Regions from separate parts of the Delphinus delphis genome. Here all the other regions are linked to region 2. Evidence: chromatin contacts called from public Hi-C data. All regions are on one chromosome and are shown on one strand. Each heading gives the region's core, a stretch centred on a gene start, on an enhancer-like site or on the middle of the called end of the contact. The rest is flanking DNA. Distances are from core to core; before and after follow the strand shown. Region 1 holds the start of ACTN4 (actinin alpha 4). Region 2 holds the start of MRPS12 (mitochondrial ribosomal protein S12). Region 3 holds the start of MAP4K1 (mitogen-activated protein kinase kinase kinase kinase 1).

What was found. A called contact is a pair of places that touch in the nucleus more often than the background predicts.
Region 1: a contact with region 2 is called in a Hi-C map of lung, with 4 times the contacts expected there. The contact joins the promoter of ACTN4 here to the promoter of MRPS12 in region 2. A contact is called at or near these places in 2 of 3 Hi-C or Micro-C datasets (lung and muscle).
Region 3: a contact with region 2 is called in a Hi-C map of lung, with 3 times the contacts expected there. The contact joins the promoter of MAP4K1 here to the promoter of MRPS12 in region 2. A contact is called at or near these places in 2 of 3 Hi-C or Micro-C datasets (lung and muscle).

What each region holds. Positions count from the first base shown.
Region 1 is chr20:13,594,840-13,599,227 of mDelDel1.2, forward strand. ACTN4 (actinin alpha 4) reads right to left here and starts at 1,599. Exons shown (of 22, transcript XM_059999927.1): 1 at 1,334-1,599. The coding sequence starts at 1,495.
Region 2 is chr20:13,375,608-13,379,459 of mDelDel1.2, forward strand. MRPS12 (mitochondrial ribosomal protein S12) reads right to left here and starts at 2,002. Exons shown (of 3, transcript XM_060000056.1): 1 at 1,938-2,002; 2 at 1,579-1,646. The coding sequence starts at 1,627. SARS2 (seryl-tRNA synthetase 2, mitochondrial) reads left to right here and starts at 2,231. Exons shown (of 18, transcript XR_009517662.1): 1 at 2,231-2,509.
Region 3 is chr20:13,611,538-13,615,895 of mDelDel1.2, forward strand. It overlaps MAP4K1 (mitogen-activated protein kinase kinase kinase kinase 1), which reads left to right and starts at 3,057. Exons shown (of 31, transcript XM_060000756.1): 1 at 3,057-3,155; 2 at 3,325-3,382; 3 at 3,495-3,585; 4 at 4,315-4,358. The coding sequence starts at 3,057. It overlaps EIF3K (eukaryotic translation initiation factor 3 subunit K), which reads right to left and starts at 1,865. Exons shown (of 8, transcript XM_060000754.2): 1 at 1,682-1,865; 2 at 675-773. The coding sequence starts at 1,740.

The sequences.
Region 1 (4,388 bases), core at 349-2,848, 220 kb after region 2:
ACCACCCTGGATTACACACACACACACCACCTTCTCAACATGCCACCTGAAAACAGACCCTGCTTTAGAAAGAGCTCTTCACCACCACCCCCAAAAGACACAATTCTTCTGGACACTCTCACCTCTTCCTCCCCAAACAATGTATTCTCCCTTCACAATACACACACTCTCTCCAGTCTCGGGACTGCATGTCCAGAAGCCCCCACCCCCAAATTCCTTTCTCAGTCTATCCATCACACACTCCCTTTCTAATGAGACTTTCATTACTACTCTAACCTCCCTCCCACCATCCGCCATTCCGCTCATTCCCTCCCGCCATCCTCACCTGGTCCAGGCTACCTTAGCCTCCGGCGCCGCCAACCCTTTGCTGAGCTTTGTCTGCGTTCCATCAGTTCTTCAGAACCCCTCCTCAAAACACTCCAGATACTCTCTGGATCCCCCCTTCGGCCTCTCCTCATCAATGAGGTCTCGGCCTCATCACATTCCTCCTCTTCTTCCTATCTCCCAATCTTCTCCTCTTCCCCGTAGAACAGCGCACCCCAAATAAATCTCACCTCCTCCAAAACCTCCTATTCACAGCTCCCTAACTTCTCCCTTCAGACCCGGAGTCCCGGAACTCCTCCTTAGCAGCCCTCCCCGTTCTCACCCCCCAAGCTCCGGGTCCTTTCACACCCACTTCTTTCCTCAGCCCCTCTCCTCCTTCCACCTCCCCAGTCTCCCCAGTCCTCCCACTACTCTTCAGACTTCATAATCCCTTCCTTGGTACCCCTACTCCATCTTCAGACTTCCAGAATCTTCATCCCCTTTAGAAGTCCCCCAACCCGGGGCTCCCACAATTCCAACCCTCTTCAGAGGATTCCGCAATCCAAATAACCCCCTCCGTACTCGAGCTCTTCAGACTCCCCCGACGCCTAACTCTATCCTGACCCACAAATTCCAGACTCCCCCGTTTCTCTCTGAACACCCCCCAGTCCATCCTGACCCACCAGTCCCGCCTCAGACCCCGTTCCATTTTAGAGTCTCCAATCATCTCGCCGGTTTCCCCCAATTCCCCGCCCAGACCCTCCAATTCCTTCATCGGGCTCCCCGATTCCTTGTTTTAGATTTCCATATTCCCTACTCAGCCGCCAATTATTTTTTCAGACTCCCAATTCCCTGCTCAAGTTCTGCAACTCCTCTTCAGGACTCTAAACCCCTTCCCAGACCCGCCAGTTCATTCCCAGGACGCCCAGTTCTCACCACAGACCCTCCAATTCCGTCTCAGGACCTCCCAGCCCCCAGCCTCCCTCGGAAGCCCCCCCCCTCCAGCCCATTCGGCCCGCGGGCCGCGCACCTTGCGCTGCTGCTTCTCCCAGGCCGGGTCCAGCAGCAGGTCCCGGTCCCAGTCGTCCTCCTGGGCCATGTAGTCGCCCATGCTACCCCCGCCGCCAGCGCCATTGCTCCCGCTGCTGGGGCCGTATTGGTACGACTGGTTCGCCGCGTGGTAGTCCACCATTCCGCTGCCTCTCCCGAGCCCGTCCACTCCCGCCTCTGCTCCCGCCCCTCTGGCCGAGCCGCCGTCGCCGCCGCCGCCGCCGCCGCTACCGCCGCCGCTTCAGCAGCTTCAGCCCGCCCTCCACTGACGCCTGCGCACTGCTCGCTGCGCCTGCGCACCGCGCCGCCGCCGCCGCCCTCTCGCGCGCGCGCGCTTCCTATGCCAAAAAGCACTGAAACCCCGCCTCGGGGAGCTCGGAGCCTGCGCAGAGTGCACCTCCCCTCGGCCCTTCAGCTCATGGACGAGCCGCGCCCCCTCTCCCGCGTGAGCGCGCGCGGCCTCTGCGTGTGGGCGGGGCCCGAGCATGGATGATTCGTAAGGCGGGTCTCGACATCAGGCTTGAACCTGCTGAGGCGTGGCGTGTATTCCCATTAAGTAACAGAAATTTAACAAATATTTATTAAGCGCCCTCTGTGTGCGTTGCCAGTAAACAAGATAGACAAAACTCCCTGGCCTCATGGAAGGGAGACAACAAAATTTTAAGTGCATATATATTACAGGGGTAAGTGTTATGGAGAAAAATCAAGCAAAGCTGGAACGTAAACGAAGTACTCAAGGTAGCCTTTGCGGAGAAGGAGAACATTTGAACAAACATCTGAGGGATTCACGAAATGAACATGGGAGTTAGATAGACTGGAATAGATACTGGCTGATGGGAAAGGTAGAGGATTTTTTGGACTTGTCTATCTTCATTCATTCAACAAACATTTATTGGGCACCTACTGGTGTGCCAGGGCCTGTTCTTGGGTACTGGCGATATGGTGCCGAGCATGATAAATGTGATTGGTTCTCAAGTGGCTAATATGGGGGGGCGTGGCGCAGCAATAAATAAATACAGATAAATGACATTGCTACATTGAGGCATGTCAAGTGTAAATATCCAAAGCGGAGCTCCTCATCTTGCTCTCTGACCTGGTCACCCCACAGTCATCCCCATCCCAGTCAATGGCACCTCCATCCTTCCAGCTGCGCAGGCAACAAAGCTTGCAGTCCTCCTTGGCTCCTCTGTCTTCACACCCCACATCCAGTTCTTCAGGAAATTCTGTCAGTTCCATCTTCAGAGTATGTACGGAATCCACCCACTTCCCCTTTCCCCCACGGCCACACATCCTGGTCCTGTCCAGCCTCGCCTTGTCTTCGCTTGGACCACTGCAGTAGCGTCCTCACCATCTCTCTGCTCCTCCACTCACCTCCCAACTCTCCTTCTCACAAGAAGTCAGAAGGAGCCTGTGAACACTTGAGTCAGATCAAGTCCCTTCCTCCCTGCTCAGAACCTTCCTTTGGTGCCTCGTGTCAAAGTCAAGGAAAGGAGGAAAGGCTGCCGGAGTCTTCCTTGCCCTGGTGCAGCCCAGCCCAGCTTTTGAAATAACCGAGACTCCTGGGGCCTCAGCCAAACCCACAAGGTCGTCCAGGTCCTGGTCATCCTGGTCCCCATTCTTATACCAGCTCACCTCCCACTCTGCCCCTCCTCTCTGAGCTCCCGCCACACTGCTGGCCTCCTAGCTGTTCCTCCAACACCCCGGGTATGCTCCAGCCTCAGGGCCTTTGTATACGGTGATACCTGTTACCACTGTTTGGAACACTTTCCCCAGATACTGGATCCCCTGGGCTCATAGCCTCCTCTCCTGCAGATCAGCGGAAGTATCACCTCGTGAGACCTCCCCTGACCACCTTTTCATAAATAGCATCCCACACCTTCCCAGCTTTATTCTTTCCAGAATACTGATCACCATTTAATATACTACATGACTGGTTTATTTATCATGTTTATTTGTCTCCTTCCCAACAATGTCAGCCTGTGAATGGTGAGGATCTTTTGCTTTGGTCACTGCTGTATCTCTAGCCCCTGAAGCACTGTCTGGCACAAGACAGAAGCTTAATAAATCCCAGATGAATGAACAGACTTAAAACCATACTGAAGAATCTGAGGAGTTTTTTTGGTTTTTTGGTTTTTTTACTATTTTTTGCCTGAAAAGTTTTGATTTTATTCTAAGTGCAGTGCGGACATATAATGAATTTTATGCTAAGTGCAACGGTAAGTTAGGAGAGGACTGCAAGCAGGGGTGGGGTCTGATTCAACTGTCCCTAGGGTCTGTCTGGCCACACAAGGGGAACATACTGTAGAAGGTGGAGTGAGTTCAGGGAGCCCAGCGGGGAGGCTGCCGCGATGGTCCTGACGAGGCTGGACAGACAGACAAGAGGGTGAAGGAGGAGAGTGCTGAGGAGAGGCAGTGGGAGGATGTGGGAAAGTGGAGCCTCCAAGACTTAGTGTCATGAATTTGATGGGGGTGGGAGGCAGGGGCGGGAAAGAGCAAAGAATCAAGACTCAAGATGGCTCTAGGTTTTGGACCTAGAGCAACCTTGAGGGGAATGGGTGGGTGTTAGGGAAGGTAAGAAGGTAAGGGTTTGACTGAAGCAGAGCCTGACTGGCAATACAAAAGGACTGTGTTGCAGTCATCTGCTGGGGATGGGGATTAGAAGACACAGCTTCTCCAGGTTATGGGAGCTACCGGGATCTCTCCTCTCCTCTCTCAAAGGCACTAGAAGAGATCCAAGGGCAAGCAAAGGAAGGGGATGATGCCTAGGTGGCAGCCCACTTTCCCAGGTAATGCCATGACCTGGCCAAAACGGGTGTTGGCTGTTTCCAAAGCTGGGCTGGGCTGGGCTGGGTCTGGCTTGGGGCAAAGCACCCTCTTCCTGCCTAACCTGCAGAACGAGCCCAGGACTCTTGCGCTGGGCTCACTGGGCAGGGAAAGGCCACTCAAACAATGGGTCATCTGCCCCTCCCTGCGTGCTCCCGGTTGACACTGAGAAACCTCCCAGACCAAGGGCTCAGAGATGAAGTGGATGTCGA
Region 2 (3,852 bases), core at 752-3,251:
TCCTCCCGTCGCACCCTCTCCTATCCCGGTGAGCAGATCCCATCAACTGAACCTTCACAACTGATCAGAATCCCTTTTCTCCCTCCCCCATGGCATCCACCCTGGTCCTGTCCACCCCCGTCTCCCACTGGACTCTCCTGTCCTCCTTCGTCCTCCTCCCAGGTCTCCCGACTCCTACTGTCTGCTCCCCACTCGAAGCCACAGGGACCCCATGGACACCTGGGTCAGATCACATCCCTCCCCTGCTCAGAGCCCTCGTGTGGCTCCATCTCAGTGAGGGTAAGAGCCGAATTCCCCCCCGGGGGGCCCACGAGGCCCCACATGGTCTGCGAGCTATTTCTCTGACCTCATCTCCTCACTTGCCCCCTCGTTATCCCTGCTCCAGCCTCAGCCTGTGTCCACGAACACATCAACAGAAAGGAGGGCAGTGTGGCTGCAGTGCAGTGAGAGGAAAGGCAGGTGGGGGAAAAGGGCAGGAATATGGTTCTAAGGTAGATGACAGGATGTGCTCATAGACAGGAAATAGGACATAAAAAGACTCAAACAACTGGATTCTCTTCAACAAACATTCATTGAGCACCTACTGTGTCTTGGCCCCAATCAATAATGGAGACGCAGTGGTGACTGAGACAACCCTGGGCCATGTCCTCTTGGAGTTCCCAGGCCAGAGCTGTGAGGTGCATCCTCTCTCTGTGTCCCTAGCACGAATGCCCTCTCACACCCAAATGTCACACTCCCCTCCAGATTCAGGGCAGGTCCTGGCCCTACAGTCCATTTCCATGTGTCCTTATGCCTCAAGTTACAGCACAATCCTCAGGACGAGACATTCCTAGAAGTCTCTTCCGACGGGTCTGCCCTTGACCAAGACTGTTCACCTCTCAGTGCCTCAGTGTCCTCATCTGTATGGTGGGCACCACACTCAGGTCTCCCTCCTTAGCACCGTGTGTGAGAGGCTTCCATGAAATATGCATGTCAAGCCAGCCCAGATTCCCCAAGCAGGGCACAGATCTGTCTTGTCCAGTCCTGTGACCCTTGGTGAATAAAGGTCTGCAGAGTGACTGAGTGGAATATTTCTCATAAGGGCATGGCCCAGGAGAATCATTTGATGTTTGTGGAAGAACTAGGTTCATAAATAAAGTGTCCCTCTCAGTGCCTGGCATGTAGTAGGCTCTTGAAAAACATCAGTTGGGGACTTCCCTGGCGGTCCAGTGGTTGAGACTCCACGCTTCCACTGCAAGGGTGCAAGGGGCGCGGGTTTGATCCCTGATCAGGGAACTAAGATCCCACAAGCCGTGTGGCTCGGCCAAAAAAAAAAAAGGAAAAGAAAACGTCAGTTGAATGAATGACTTCAAAGTCTTGCTTGGATGTCTCACCCATGGGAAGTATTTAATATCATTTGCTGAAAAAAATAATTGATCCGAACTCCTGATACCCACCAGACGCCTAAATGCTACTTCCTACCTCTTGCCCTTGAAACCCCTGCTCCGCCGAAACTCGGGGCTAAGGCAGAGGGACACAAGTCCCAGGGGAAATAACCCTCACGCAGCCTCGTCTCTGCAGCCCAAGCCCCCCATTTACCATGATTTAGGGACGTGCGGAGGCCACGGAGAAGGCCGGACCAGGACATCCCGCCGCCTGCAGCGTCCCTGTGTTAGGGGATAAGAGACTCATTAAGCAGGAGGAAGGGAAAGTGGCCGTAGTCGGGGGAGGGTCCAAATTCTCCCCATCCCACTCTCGGAGCCTTCCGGTTAAATCTAAGGAATTTCCTCTCATTGTAAAACCACAACCCCTAACGCTGCTAACAGAAAATCCCTCCGTAAATTTAGTCTTGCTCTGAATAGGCTCTCCCAACCGCCCCCGCTCACAAACAGAAGGAAACTAGAAACTGAGAGGAGGCCCGGGAAGTTTGGAGGACCCGAGAACTCTGCCGACCTTACCGACCCTAGCCGGGTCCACAGACACGCCGAATGCGGCCTCTAGCACGGTCTAGGGATTATCCCGGCAGGGATTGGCTGGTTCTGCCTCTCCCGTACACTGAAGGGGCGGGGAACAGATGACGATTGGGCAACGACAGTGTCAATCTCGGTCAACTGTTCTCGCTGATCTTTTTTCTTGAGGCATGGGAGAGGGCTCACCCCTTCCAGGCTCTGATTGGCTAGTCCCAAGAATAGCTGCTTTGCAATTAGTCTAAACGCGTAGTGGGCGGGACGAAGAGTGCGTGTCTCTTTGTCCCCCTTCCAAGATGGCTGCGTCCATAATGCGGCGCTTGTGGCCTCTGGTGGCTGCTCGGGGCTCGCGGCTCCGGGGAGGCTGCGTTTGCAACCAGAGCCCAAGGAGAAGTTTCGCTACAGAGAGACGAGACCGGAACCTCCTGTACGAGCACGCGCGTGAGGGCTACAGCGCGCTCCCTCAGCTGGACATGGAGCCGCTGTGCGCATACCCGGAAGAGGCCGCGCGCGCCCTGGAGCTCCGCAAGGGGGAGCTGCGGTCGGAGGATCTGCCCACGATCGTGAGTGCGCTTGCGCCGGCCGGTGGTTGCGAGGCCGGGCCGCTTTGTCTATTGGCTGTTCGTTTTACGGACGAAATGGGCTAGCAAGAAACTCTCCAGCAGGGGCCGGTCTTATCGCAGGAATTTTAGTTCCTTCCCAAGTTTAGCCAACGTGTTGTACTTGGCACCTAACTACGTGCCAGTTAGCCAGAGTGCTAAGGCCCTACTGTCTAGATACCCATGATGCGCTTGCCCCATAAAGCGTGCTGGGTACCCACTCTGCGTTAGGAACTTACTGTCTGCCAGCGTCCTCTGTGCTTAGACCTCATGCCAGGCTTATCCTAAGGCCACGAAGGAAAATGGGGGACAGGGATGTGAATCAGCGGCGGGGGGGTGTGAATCAGCGGTAGGGGCGGGGGTTGCCTCTTGCCTTTGGAGAATGAGAGGTAGAGTTGTGCACCTACCCCACAGGTAGTAGGCAGTTAAATAGTGTTATTTAATGAATGAATGTGCTTTTGAACAGATATGTAGGGAGCACCCCTGTTGTGTTCCAGATGTTGAGAATAAGGCAGTGAATATTATTATTAATAATAATAAAGCTAGCACTTATATAGTACTGCATGCTGGGGAACTAGAACCAGGGTCACCATACTTCTAGACCCTGCTGGGGTGCTGAGGATGATGGGGACCCCAAATCCTCCCAGCCCTCTCTTGGGCCCCCCTACCATCCTATTTTAAGTGCTTTACACAGATGAGTCTCATTTAAATTTCACAACTTTATGACGTGGGTACCATTATTTCCCCTATTTTATCAGAGGGGAAGTTAAGGCTCAGAGAAGTTAATTAAAAAAGAAAACCTAGGAACTTCCCTGGTGGCGCAGTGGTTCAGAATCCGCCTGCCAACGCAGGGGACACAGGTACAAGCCCCGGTCCGGGAAGATCCCACATGCCGCGGAACAACGAATCCCATGCGCCACAACTACTGAGCCTGTGCTCTAGAGCCAGCGAGCCACAACTACTGAAGCCCGCGTGCCTAGAGCCCAAGCACCGCAACAAGGGGAGCCACCGCAATGAGAAGCCCGCACACTGCAAGGAGGAGTAGCCCCCGCTCGCCACAACTTAGAGGAAGCCTGTGCACAGCAAGGAAGACCCGACGCAGCCAAAAATAATTAAAAATTAATTAATTTTTCAAAAAAGAAAAACAAAAAATATATGGCAGTTCCTCAAAAAATTAAACATAGAATTACCATGTATTCCAGCAATTCCACTTCTGGATATATACCCAAAAAGAACTGAAAGAAGGGACTCAGATATTTGTATGCCCATGTTTATAGCTGCGTTAGTCACAGTGGCCAAAAGGTGGA
Region 3 (4,358 bases), core at 1,807-4,306, 240 kb after region 2:
GTTCAGAGCAGCACCATTTACAATAGCCAAGATCTGGAAGCAACCTAAGTGTCCATCAACAGATGAATGGATAAAGAAAATGTGGTACATATAAACACATACACACAATGGAATATTACTCATCCATTTAAAGAAAAAAAAAAAAAGAATGGAAATTTGCCATTTGCAACAACATGGTTGGACCTAGAGGATATCATGCTTAGTGATGTAAGTCAGACAAGGAAAGGCAAATACCATATGTTTTCACTTCTATGTGGAATCTAAAAAATAAAACAAACGAATGAACGCAACAAAACAAACAGACTCATAGGTACAGAGAACAAGCTAGTGGTTAACAGAGGGGAGTGGGGTGGGGGAGTGGCAAAATAGGGGAAGATAGGGGACTAAGAGGTACAAACTACAATGTATAAAATAAATAGAATACAAGGATGTAATGTACAACACAGAGAATATAACCAACATTTTATAATAACTTTAAACGGAACATAATCTATAAAAATATCCAAAGACTATGTTGTACACCTGAAACTAATACAACGTTGTAAATCAACTATACTTCAACTCTGAAAAAGAGAGAGAAGCCACATCCTGCAGGCCACTCCCAACTCCCACCCCACCCAGTGCTGGGAGTGCTGGCTACTGGCATGGGGGTGGGAATGGAGGCAGACACTCACAGCTTCAGGACAGCCAGGTTGGCTTCCAGATCATAGGCATTCTCCTTGGCTTGTGTCTCCACATAGCGCTCCAGGGTGGCCAGATTCTCAGGATTGTACCTAGAGTAGAGGAGAAACAAGATGGGTAAGCAAAGAGGAGACAAGAGCTGAGGCCCGTCACTCTATGGAACCCGGTGGGGGGTGGAGGGCACTGTAGCCTGCTCCTCCCTCTTCCTTTCTTCCCTCCCTCTACATCTGTCACTGGCCATTTGCTCTACTCAAATACTGAATCAGCTCTATAACCTCTACTGAAGCTTATCCACATCCCAGACCTAAGTGTAATCTCTAAACCCCATCAGAACCCTGGAGTCTTTTCTAGGATGCCTCCTCAATCTCTCAGCCAACCAGCCCTTGCAGCCTGTATACCTGGTCCCCTGGACATCTTCGCCACCCACCCCTTCCTTCTGTCCCCAAACCCCACTGTGGTCTAGCCCCATCCTCTCCTGCCTAGCTTCCCTCATCCCAGCCCCGACCAATCTATCTGTGCTTCCCCCATCACCGCTCTGACCACTCCTGGCTATCACTGTCTATTGTCTGGTCTGCCTGGACTCTGAACTAGGAACTGCATGAAAGCATGACCTTTGGCTGTTTTTGGTCACCTGTGGTCCGCAGCATTGCCCAGAACTGACCGAGTAGATTTTAGTAAACATGTGTTCAATGAATGACATGAGGAAAAAAAAGGAGAGCAATAAAGAGGCACTGAGAGACACAGTGAGACTGAGGAACAGAGAGAGGAAACTGAGGGGCTGATAGAGGGAAAGCTGAGGAGCAGAGAGGGCGGGCTTAAAGCAATTAAAGAGGGGGAGACTGAGCGGTTGGCAAGGCTACCACCTGCCTTTAGGCCTTTACAGTGCTTTCCTTAAACATGTCCTCCAGGATGACTGAAAAATCCCACCCCTTGCTGTCTCCAGAAAACCCTCTCCTCCACCCCTCTTGGCCAGAAGTGCTCCCTCCGACCAGGCTCAGACCTGTCGATCCCCTTAAGCAACTTGCCCACGTTCGCTCTCATCTGCTCGAACATCGCCATGACTGTTGTCGCCTCCCACACCAGGGCTACAGCCGAACTCCCGGCCGGCACTGCGTCCTCGAGAACTGGAAGAGGAAGAGCTGGTGGAAACGGAAACTACGTCTTTGTTTTCTCTCCAGCCCGAGTGGCGGTGAAGGTGTGGGGAAGCTCTGGAGGCTACTGCCACGCTTTCCGGCTGCCGCGTGACTTCTTCCCAGCGGCGCAGTTAGCGCGTGCGCATACTCTCTAACCGAGCAGAACCAACGGCGCGAGAAAAGACCTAGTCTAGCCCAGTGCGCAGGCGCTTCTAGAGGCGAGGAGGCGGGGCTCAGGTTTTCCGGGGCCTCGAGTATCCATTTCCAGTCCTTGGGAAGTGCGCGGGAACTCCCAGTGAAGGAGCCTGTTTACTGGTGGCTTGCACCCACGTCGCACTGCGCGCGGCCGTGAACTCAAAACTGTGTTGGAATGCACGTGTTAGACAGATTCCTTTTGGGCCGTGGCCAAGTCCCGAGGAAGATGCTCTCTGAGGTCCCCTTTTGGCCCAGGCCTCGGTCCCTGAGGCAGGATCCTGAGCTCCTCGCACTCCATTCTAACGCCGGGGGTTGCGGCCCGCAAAGCCGTTGTTCTCTGCCCGGCAGGGGCAGGGTGAGGGGGTTCCTGGACTCCTCCGGCTCGTTTTGTGGGTGAAAGCGAGTGCCCCGTGTGTGCCGTCATGAGATGTGTGAACAGATTCTGCACGCTGCAGGCATGGATACACATGCATGTGTCACTTATGTATATGCTCTGGGTACATCCACATATGTGCACACGGATATCCAGGCATTTGCATGTCGACTGGTCTTCGCACCGCACAGGAGGTTACCACTAAGTGCATGTATGTGCCCCCGGTGAGCAGTGATATACATTGCATGGCCGTCTCTGTGCAGACCTGCCATCTCTGAGTTGTGGCCCAGCACTCAAGCACTCAGCAGAGGTTCAACTGTAGTTTTTAGCCGCTGCCCAGAACGGGGGAGGGAGTGTTAGGGCACCCCTCCAGGTCACAATTAAGATAGTTTGCATCTGGTTTACATGCAGCCCAGGGCCCTGGAAGTGGAGGGGGTGTCCCCTGGGTCCCAAGGCAAGCTGCCCCTCACAGGCTCTTAGGGCCCAGGGGACAGGGGGTGGAGCCGGCTGCAGAGCTCTGTGCTGGGGCAGGAAGCGAGAGTGGGGAGGGGGGAGGCCACAGCCGGTGGAGGCAAGGCGGGTGCAGGGCGTGTGGGGAGGGAGGGAGGTGACAGCACTCCGAGCCCTGAGGCCCTGCTGGCCACTGGGCGCAGGCCCAGCTCCGGGCCCCAGGAATGGACCTCGTGGACCCTGACATCTTTAATAGGGATCCCCGGGACCACTATGACCTGCTACAGCGGCTGGGTGGTGGCACCTATGGGGAAGTCTTCAAGGTGAGGAACCCCCTCATTCTCCATCACCCTCAAACCGGTGACCTTTGGGGTGAGGCCCAAGAAGGGAAGGGGATGTGAGAGGGTCCCAGTCCTTGGCTTTGGTTCAGGGTTGCTGAGGAGGAGCTCAGGCGAATGGAGCCCGCCTGACTGCCAACTTCCCCTTTACAAGGCTCGAGACAAGGTGACGGGGGACCTGGTGGCGTTGAAGATGGTGAAGATGGAGCCTGGTGAGGAGAGGACCTCAGGAGCTTCTTCCCCACACGCCCACCTCCTGGGACACTGGGATCTCCCCCATACTCCCTCCCTGTAGCAGCCTTTTCTCTCTGTCCCTCCTTGCAGACGATGATGTTTCCACACTTCAGAAGGAAATCCTCATCTTGAAAACTTGTCGGCACGCCAACATCGTTGCCTACCATGGGAGTTATCTCTGGTGATGAGCCTCAGACCTGCCCTGACACCCAGCCCAGCCCCTACACGCGAGCTCCCATTCCTGACCAGGGTACCCCCTAACCTGACCTCAAATCCTGGACCCCCATTTTTAACTGGGGCACTCCTAACTTGATCCCCAGCCCAAAGTCCCACTTTTTTGACCAGAGCACCCCCAAATCTAATCTCCAATAGATAACTCCCATTTCTGACTAGGGGTCCACCAAACTGACCCCTTCTGAGTAACCAAACCTGAAACCAAGTCCCCTAAAACTAATCTTTCATCATTTTGCCCTTCGGGTCCCCTAGTTTCACTTTCATTTCCTTTAATACGAACCCCTAAATTCCCTGACCCCCAAATTAAGATCCCAGATGCCCCAATAAAGTCCTCTGTCCCCCAGACCTGGTATCCTAGCTCCTCTGTCCCCTCCAAACTTCCACAACCTGTGAGGTCTCTACCCTGTCTCCTAGGTTAGCATGGGACGACAGAGGATGCCACGGGTCAGGAGCCCAAAGAGCTGGATTCCACTCCAGTTGATCCTAAACATATATTTCCTCTCTGAGCCTCAACTTCCCCATCTATAAAATGGGATGCTCTCACTGTAGTGGGCAATAGAGAGATGACAGCTCTTACATTAAAGTTCTTGTTGAACTAGAATAAGATGGACAGTGAGCCAGGAGGTATCCTATAATCATTACTGCTGTTATTAGTATTGCTTTTGAACTGTTACAGGCTGCAGAAGCTCTGGATCTGCATGGAATTCTGTGGGGCTGGTT